Regions from separate parts of the Gossypium hirsutum genome. Here region 2 is linked to region 1. The links are chromatin contacts, called in public Hi-C maps. All regions are on one chromosome and are shown on one strand. The core of a region is the stretch at or near the end of the contact, and the rest is flanking DNA. Distances in the headings are between cores, read along the strand shown. Region 1 holds the start of LOC107955140 (protein YIPF1 homolog). Region 2 holds the start of LOC107955142.

Region 1 (3,931 bases), core at 525-3,024:
TTATTATATTCGGGCAGGGCCCGGGCCAAAAAAGTGGTGCCCGAGGCTCAGCCCGTTTTTTAAACGGGCCTCATTTTTTTGCCCAAGCCCATATTTCAGGCCTATATTTTTACCCAAACCCTCCCATATTTCGGGCGGGCCGTCGGGTCGGGCCGGGCCACCCGGCCCATGAGCACCTCTAGTGTCACTTGGCTCGTAATCCATGCAATTAGAAACTTTATATATAGTATAGATAGACATAGATTTAAAATTTTGTGTTTTGTCTGTTTCTTTAATTGAGTTTATCACACTTAACTTGTAACCCAATCAAAAGCTTCTTCTTTTTTTAATGTGTACACAATCAAAAGCTTTAATTAACTAAAAATTAGGACATTTGTTTTTATATTTCAATATTGTAAAAATGTTAATGGAGTACTAAAATAGGAATTCGTAAAAGTAATTTCTCATAATATTTTTTTTAAGTATAAGAGTAATTATCTTATATAAATTTTGAGAGTTCTAGAGGAGTGGTTTTTGATTTTTTTTCTTCTTTTGCAAACTTGAATGTATATACGAATGTCATAGTTAGTTCTTATCCCTTCCTAACCATGGGAGTTCCCTTTTAAATGAAGGGCCTCCTCTAACCAAAGGCTTTCTAGTCTGCGAGCGAGGGATCCCCTGGTGTACTAACGTAGGGCCCCCTTATGTGTAGGGGAGTAGCCCCTTTGGTGTGCTAGCAAATGGCTCCCCTAGTGTGCTAGTGAAGGGACCCTTAGTATGCAAACGAGTAACCCTTAGGTGTTGGAAAAAGGCTTCCTATTAGCCCCATGTTAACCCTCTCTTAGGAGTATAAGTAGTACTTTTTTTGATGTATTTGAAGGAAATATTTGCATTGCCCCCTTAAGTTAAAAACTTCAAGAAACCCAAATTAGACAACAACTTCAAGAGACCCCACACTACTAAAAGCTTCAAGAGATATATAAATGAAGAAAGATAAAAAGCTTGAGGGAATTAAGCCATGGATTCTTACTCATGGAAGAGACATGATCTTTTGCTTAGTTCCCACATATGACACCAACTATTATTACACAAAATTTGAGAGCATTTGCAATGGTTGTTCATACTCCATTTGGTGCGAAAAGCCACTTAAGTTAGTGATTTTGAAGGGTCCCATGAGCTTGGAGAGATTAGGAATGCTTTGGCATATATCTTGGAACCTCTCTTCTTTTTCTTTTTCTTTTTTTTTTATGATAAAGAGAACTTTTATAGAGGAAGAGTTTTGATGTGGTTCCCACTGAAATGATATCCTAATATATAAGGTGGTTATATGGGCATCAGAGTTTCATTAGAATGTGAGTCACCCCATCATTCTAATGAAGCACTCATACTCGTAGTCACCAGATATCATTTCATTGGGACCCATACCAAAATTCCTCTATAAAATCTATCTCCATCACAAGAGTGACAATACTTTATCCAATCTCTCTCAAAAATGTCTTCAAATGAGACCCTCAAAAGCCACCAACTCCAATGGCTCTCCGCACTACACATGATGTGAACCATAGTAACAAATTATTCCCAATTATTGTGTTATTATATAATACTTTTTTATAGAATTTTTAAACTATACATAATCTCTAAAACCTTAAAATAAAATGTTATTATGCAATTCATCATACTTAAACTTACAACCTACAAATTACTATAACAACACAACTATATTTTTAAACACACAATATTTACATACACAAATTGAGGGGATACTGTTAAGTGTTAACAATGAATTCCTATATAAACCTATCAATCTTAGAAGTTGTTGCAATCCTAGATTCAAAACGGAAACTCTTCATTAATATTCTATATCATGAGAAATTCCAAGTTCGTGGCTGGTCATTCTGCTCTTGTTTTATTTGCTTTGGCTTTCCTTGTATTGGTTGTAGAAGGTAAGTCGACCAATTAATCATTTCCATTATTGATTTAAAATTTCAGCGCATTTCATAATGTATTGGAGAAAAGTTGTAATTTAATTTTTGAAAGTGTTTAAGTATTAAATAGTTTTTTATTTAATATAAAATTCGAAAATCATGGTTTGTTGAATGGAGTTAATAAGTACATAGGATAAAATATATTTAGATAGTTTTATTTAAATTTATATGTTTGAACTAAGAAAGGAAATTATTTTTTTTAAAGTTTTATCCAAAATTATTTTGAATATATTATTATGATATAAAAGTAAATTTATAAACTAAATATTTCTTTTAAGGAATAAACTAAATGTTTTTAATATTTAATACTTAATACTTAATTTTATTAAACATAGTATTTTTTAAAATTTTGATATACTATCAGTAGAGTTTTTAACTTCAGAACCAGAGTCAATAAATTGATAAGTCTCCTGTAAGAATATAGTAAAATATTTATATATATAAGAGACTTGTGATAATTTTATAAAAAAAAATATGCTGTGAATATATCAAATATTAAATACTATATTTATTTTATTTTATTTTATTTTGTGTAAAAACAGGTAAGAGATTGCTTAATGCGAACATTAACCTTGGACCATGTCTGTTGCACTTTGAATGTAGCCCTCAAGTTAACTGTTGGTGCTGCATGGGCGACCCCAGAAAGCAATGTTGGTTGTATAAATCCGATTGCCTGGCCTATTGCTAATGAATCTGGGAGAAAAGAAAAGTCCAAATTTATAAGTCAAGTGATTCACGTTCTTCTAAAGATATCATTCTAAATCTAAGTACTTCATAAGAAATTAATTCAACTCCATGATTCTAAGTTTGAATATAGTTGGCATTGTTGAAAATGTAAATTCTAGTTAAGGAGACTTTTTGTGTGAATTTTAGGTACATGCATCAAGTCATTTAACATAAACGAAGACAAGTTGATTGAGTTATAGCTTAGTAATTAAAAGAACATAGATTCAATGGCATTTAAATGCACATTTTTTCAATCTAAGATTTTTAAAAGAATTTTACTAGTGAAATACAAGTATTTTTATTTGAAATATAGCAAATGGAAATACTATTTTAATAATAAAATTTTATTTAATATTGTTAGAATAATAAAAATAAGGTATTCATTCATAGGGGTTGAACCCAAACCATCCCATGAATACATGAGCCGTCAATTAAAGTATAAAAACTGGAGCCAGGTAGACCCATCAATAATCCAAAAGTGAAAGACTAATCATGTGAACGTAGCTGGAAAAATTAAAAAGGCAAGGAAGCGCGTGAAACGCAGCGCTTATAAATGGCGCGTCCCAAGAAAGTTAGAGCTATAAGTAGTTGACGGTTTAGTCAAAGTATTTCTTTCCCTCGTCGTCTCCGTTGCTTCTAAACTACGGCAAGGAAAACTCATCGGAACTTTTCTCCTTTTAACTAATTTCCACTTTCCAAAAGAAAAACCAAATCTCTTTTTTGTTAAACTCTTAGTTCGATCTCTTACTTTCAATGGATGAATCGTCGTATTGGAATCTTCCTTCTAGTCATTTACTCGGCTCAGTCCCCGTAAGCTTCTTAATTTTCTTTCTTTTGAATTAATTTATCAAGATCGGCATTCTTATGTAAATTAGTTTAGAATGTTATTTGAACATTGTTATTCGAATCCTAGGCTGTTGTTAATGAAGAAAGTGAAGCCTCGTATGGCAGAAGAGGAGGTGGTGTCCGAGGTTATCAAACTCTTGGACCTCCGACCGGTATATATTATTTTTTATTTCTTTTAATTAATTTTCTTGCCCTATAAGAAAAAGAAAATTAGTTAAATGTATCAATCTTTCATTTTTGGTACTCTGAAACGTGATTTTTCCTCCTTTTTAAAAAAAAATCCTTATATATCTTTTATTTGATTTCCTTGCCCTATAAGAAATAACTTAAATTTATCTCTGATTTTTTTTCCATATTTGAAATAACTAATGTCTTAAGAGAGTTGTTTAGTTTTA
Region 2 (3,931 bases), core at 834-3,333, 210 kb before region 1:
CAGTCTCATTCATGTACTACATGAAGTAATATTATGCCAGCAGAGTATTATACATATATATATACATACACACCTTACAGTTTTGGGATAGGAAACTTGGATTATTTAGGATTAAGATGTTAGTAATAAAGTGAGCCTGCACCAAACAAAGAAGAGTTGTTTAAAGATTATCCAATTACTTGTACGGGAAGTGAAGAGTAATTATTCATTTATCACCCTAAAGCTAATGCTTCTTCATACCCTGCCACCAATTTCCTCTTGAAGCACCATTAGAATTGTTTCCATTGAGATCATCATCTCCCCCATCTTTTTGAAACTGTCAAAACAGATGATACAAGAAAATGAGAAATCCCTCCTAATTATCAATTTAAAATGTACAGAGATCCCTCCTAATACACCTTAAGGAATATTGTAATGCATATGTTATATACTTACATAGGGGGGAGACTCAGTGGTTTTCTTCCTTGGAGAATAGTTTTCTTGGCCTCCATAGTAAATAGATGAGCTGAGATAGCTAGGTTCCACTGTTTCATTGTGATAAACGGATGAACTCTTGTCTTTATTCCTTGTGCTGCTGCTTTGTCCCTTGCTATAATCAGTGTTATGATCTGAAACAAAACATGCATGAGCAACATTCTCATCTCTCATTTTTGTTTCTTGCTTGACTATAAACCAAACTTAACTATTCTCATTAAGATCCCACATGAAGTTTTATTATAACTAACATAATTAATCTACATGTTTAATTTTTTTATATATCATATCCTCGTATTCAGATACGTGTCAAGCGCGCACATATATATATATATCCAAATATGTCAAACAGAAGAAAACTAGGAGAAAAATGCAAGGAGAAATGCTAAAAATTAATACAAGAAGGCAACAAAAAAACCTGTTCCATATCTGGCATGATGGGGCAAACCCTGAGTATTCCATGAACCTCTAATTCCGGAGTGAGTTGAGTCCCTCCCCAGCACCTGAAATCAGAAAAGAGAGAACAATTTAGATCTATTCACCATTAAAAACCTATAAAAATTAGAACAAAAATGGATAACCACAATTAAAACAAGCCATACATAGCCAGAGGTCACCAATAATTCCATTAATGCAAAGTCCAAAGCCAACTTTTCGCCCACCACTAGCTAGCATTGGAATATACATATTAACTTTGCAAATTTAAGATGTTACAAAGAAAAATTGACCGGTAAACCCCACTAGCTAGCATCTATCCACTTAGTGAATATATCCAAGCACATGATGTATAGAATTTTAGTGTATTATATAAAGCATCTCTTTGCATCTTTTTTAAAGAATCATTCACTTGAAATATATAAATCCATAATGTTAGAAAAAGAAATATACAAACCCTAAATACAATTAAACCAGCTTTATCCTAAATATATCAACTTCTCAGTTACTTCCAATCAAAGTATATTATCCCCCAGTATCATAATTTCACATGTCTGCAAGTAAATAGGTAACTAATGAGTAAAAGGGTATTTCTTTTTTCGTCAAAATCAACAAAGCTGTATCATTTTATGGATAGAAAATGCAGAGCAAAAGGGTTTACCACTGATGGAGGGGGAAAAATAGTCCCAAAAAGCCCAGTTGTGGTAGTTGATGAAGAAGAAGAGTCCTTTGGACCAAAGAGATGATCCAAAGAAACAGACGATGAAGATGATGATGATGATGATGATGAAGAGCCACTCACTTGCCTTTTGTTTTCCATACCAGAAAAATAAGTAAACTTTTTTTTTTCCTTTTTGGGGTTTAAAAAAACTATCTTTCTTTGTCAACCAACGAACAAAACTACTCTTTGAGATATATATATCTTAAAACAATAAACAACCCTCAAAGAACGAGACCGAACAAGAAAGACAAAGACAAAAAGGTGGCTGGCAATGTCAGGCCAGTGGATAAGATTTTCTTTTTTCTCACAAAACAAAAGAAACAAACCAAAGAGATAAAAGTAAAGAAGAGTGCAAGAGAGGTAGGAAGGAGGTAAGAGAAGGAAAGCAAAAGAGAGGGACAGAGAAAGCTGAGAAACACGTGAAGAGTTTGCAGTGCAGATGTAGAGATATGTTTGTTGGTTGGCAAAGGATCCAAGCCTATTTATAAGCCCAAGAAAAGGGGGTTTTCACTGTTTGAGCTCCTTTTGTTCAATCCCATTTTGAAGATCGAAAGAGAATTAGACAAAGGGTATTTTTGCTAAAGCCTAGAAAAGGAAAACCCATGTGAATTCGTTCATTTTTTATGTCTGGTTTTTTGACAAATGGCTATGCATGTATCATTCAAACACCAAACACAAGTTGGACATCTCATTTGATTCAATTCCAACCCTTGTTTGCCACGTGTCTCCTTGGGTACTTCTTTTTTTTTTTAATAAAGAATATGACTCAAATATACGTATTATCTGTACATAATTATTTCTTTATAAAATTATTAGATATAATATAAATTGTTTGCTCCTTTTTGGTATGGTTTGATTTTTATGTCAAGTCTGCAACTGTTGTTATTTCTCTTAAGCTATCAAATGTTTTTAAGATCTTTAGTATTTTTTTTTGTACTAATGTTACAATTAATTATACATTCTCATTTGAACAAAAAAAATATAAGTCATTGTAAAAATAAACAAATATATATTGTATTATGTTAATAGATTACATTGTTGAGGGGAAGTCGAGCTTCCGAAAAAAATCTGTGAAGTGTCATTTGTCCGGAGTCAATAAACCTCTCAACAGGTCGGTTTGGACCTGAGGTATCTATGCCCAATTTTATTCAAGTTTTGTCTCCCGACTCTACTAAGAGCCTCAGAGGGTTCATGGAGTGAGAGTGCCTCCATTCACGAGGAAATGCCAACATTTGCTCTTAACGAGATTTGAGCTCATACTCTTATATGGCAATTGTGGGTAATGAAAGTACCACTTTATCTACAACACTTTGTAAACTTCTTTTAGAGCCAGCCCGGCTTCCTTGCAATAACGATCATTAAGAATATATGATTAATTTTTTAATATGATTCCTAAATTACCTTCAATCTTTATACTGAGGATATTAATAATATATGTAATAAATATATTATAAAAATAATATATAAAACAATTGAGTCTTTTGTTGAAATGGTAAAATAAATATGTTGAAAAATATAGTGTCTTAAGTCAAATCTTATTGGGTGTATAATATTTATATAAAAAATATAAAAAATAAAAACATCATTAAATAATATAATTTATTTTATAAAGTAATTGTATTTTAATAATTATTAATTGAGTTGATTCTCGATTAACTCATAATAACAACTCAATCAAAAATTTAATATATAGTACAAGTTGTATAAAGCTATCTTTATTAAATTCAAATGAATCCCACTTAAAATATTCTTTTGTTATACAATTTTATGGAAGAAAAAAAGAGGACATATATAGCCGAAATTTAATTTGTGTTCCTAAAAGAACTTATATCTCAAAATTTATCTTGTAAATTATTTATCATATATAAAATATATTTTTAGTTATGATTTTTTATCAAATGTTATGAATAAAGTATACAAATAATATTTTAACAATCACTCACCAATCGTAAAAATTATTAACTTAAGCATTAACATTGTAAACATAAAAATTTAGGCACCCAACCGCCCGAGACCAATAATTATGTGATGTAGTATTATCATGGTGGATGATAGGTTGTATTACCATGCATTTCAACATACCAAATAGTATTATTCACATGGTATTATTAATTTGAAATTAAAAGAAGATAAATTAAAATATTTACCTCTTAAATTTTCAAAAAGTTTTATTTTAATTAGAAAAGTTATAATTTCATCACTAAATTTTATATATATTTTTAAATATGTTATACAATTATAATAAAATATGTAATAACTCGATTTGGATTCAACCCGATGACTTGACCTGAAAATCCATGG

What was found. A called contact is a pair of places that touch in the nucleus more often than the background predicts.
Region 2: a Hi-C map of leaf shows a contact between it and region 1, with 3 times the contacts expected there. The contact joins the promoter of LOC107955142 here to the promoter of LOC107955140 in region 1. A contact is called at or near these places in 15 of 34 Hi-C or Micro-C datasets (fibers, hypocotyl, leaf and 1 more).

Annotation. Positions count from the first base shown.
Region 1 is chrD04:12,094,730-12,098,660 of Gossypium_hirsutum_v2.1, reverse strand. It overlaps LOC107955140 (protein YIPF1 homolog), which reads left to right and starts at 1,774. Exons shown (of 6, transcript XM_041091995.1): 1 at 1,774-1,922; 2 at 2,507-3,500; 3 at 3,604-3,688. The coding sequence starts at 3,444.
Region 2 is chrD04:12,306,704-12,310,634 of Gossypium_hirsutum_v2.1, reverse strand. It overlaps LOC107955142, which reads right to left and starts at 2,083. Exons shown (of 6, transcript XM_016890869.2): 1 at 1,571-2,083; 2 at 893-977; 3 at 436-608; 4 at 241-316; 5 at 74-136. The coding sequence starts at 1,729. The coding sequence ends at 120.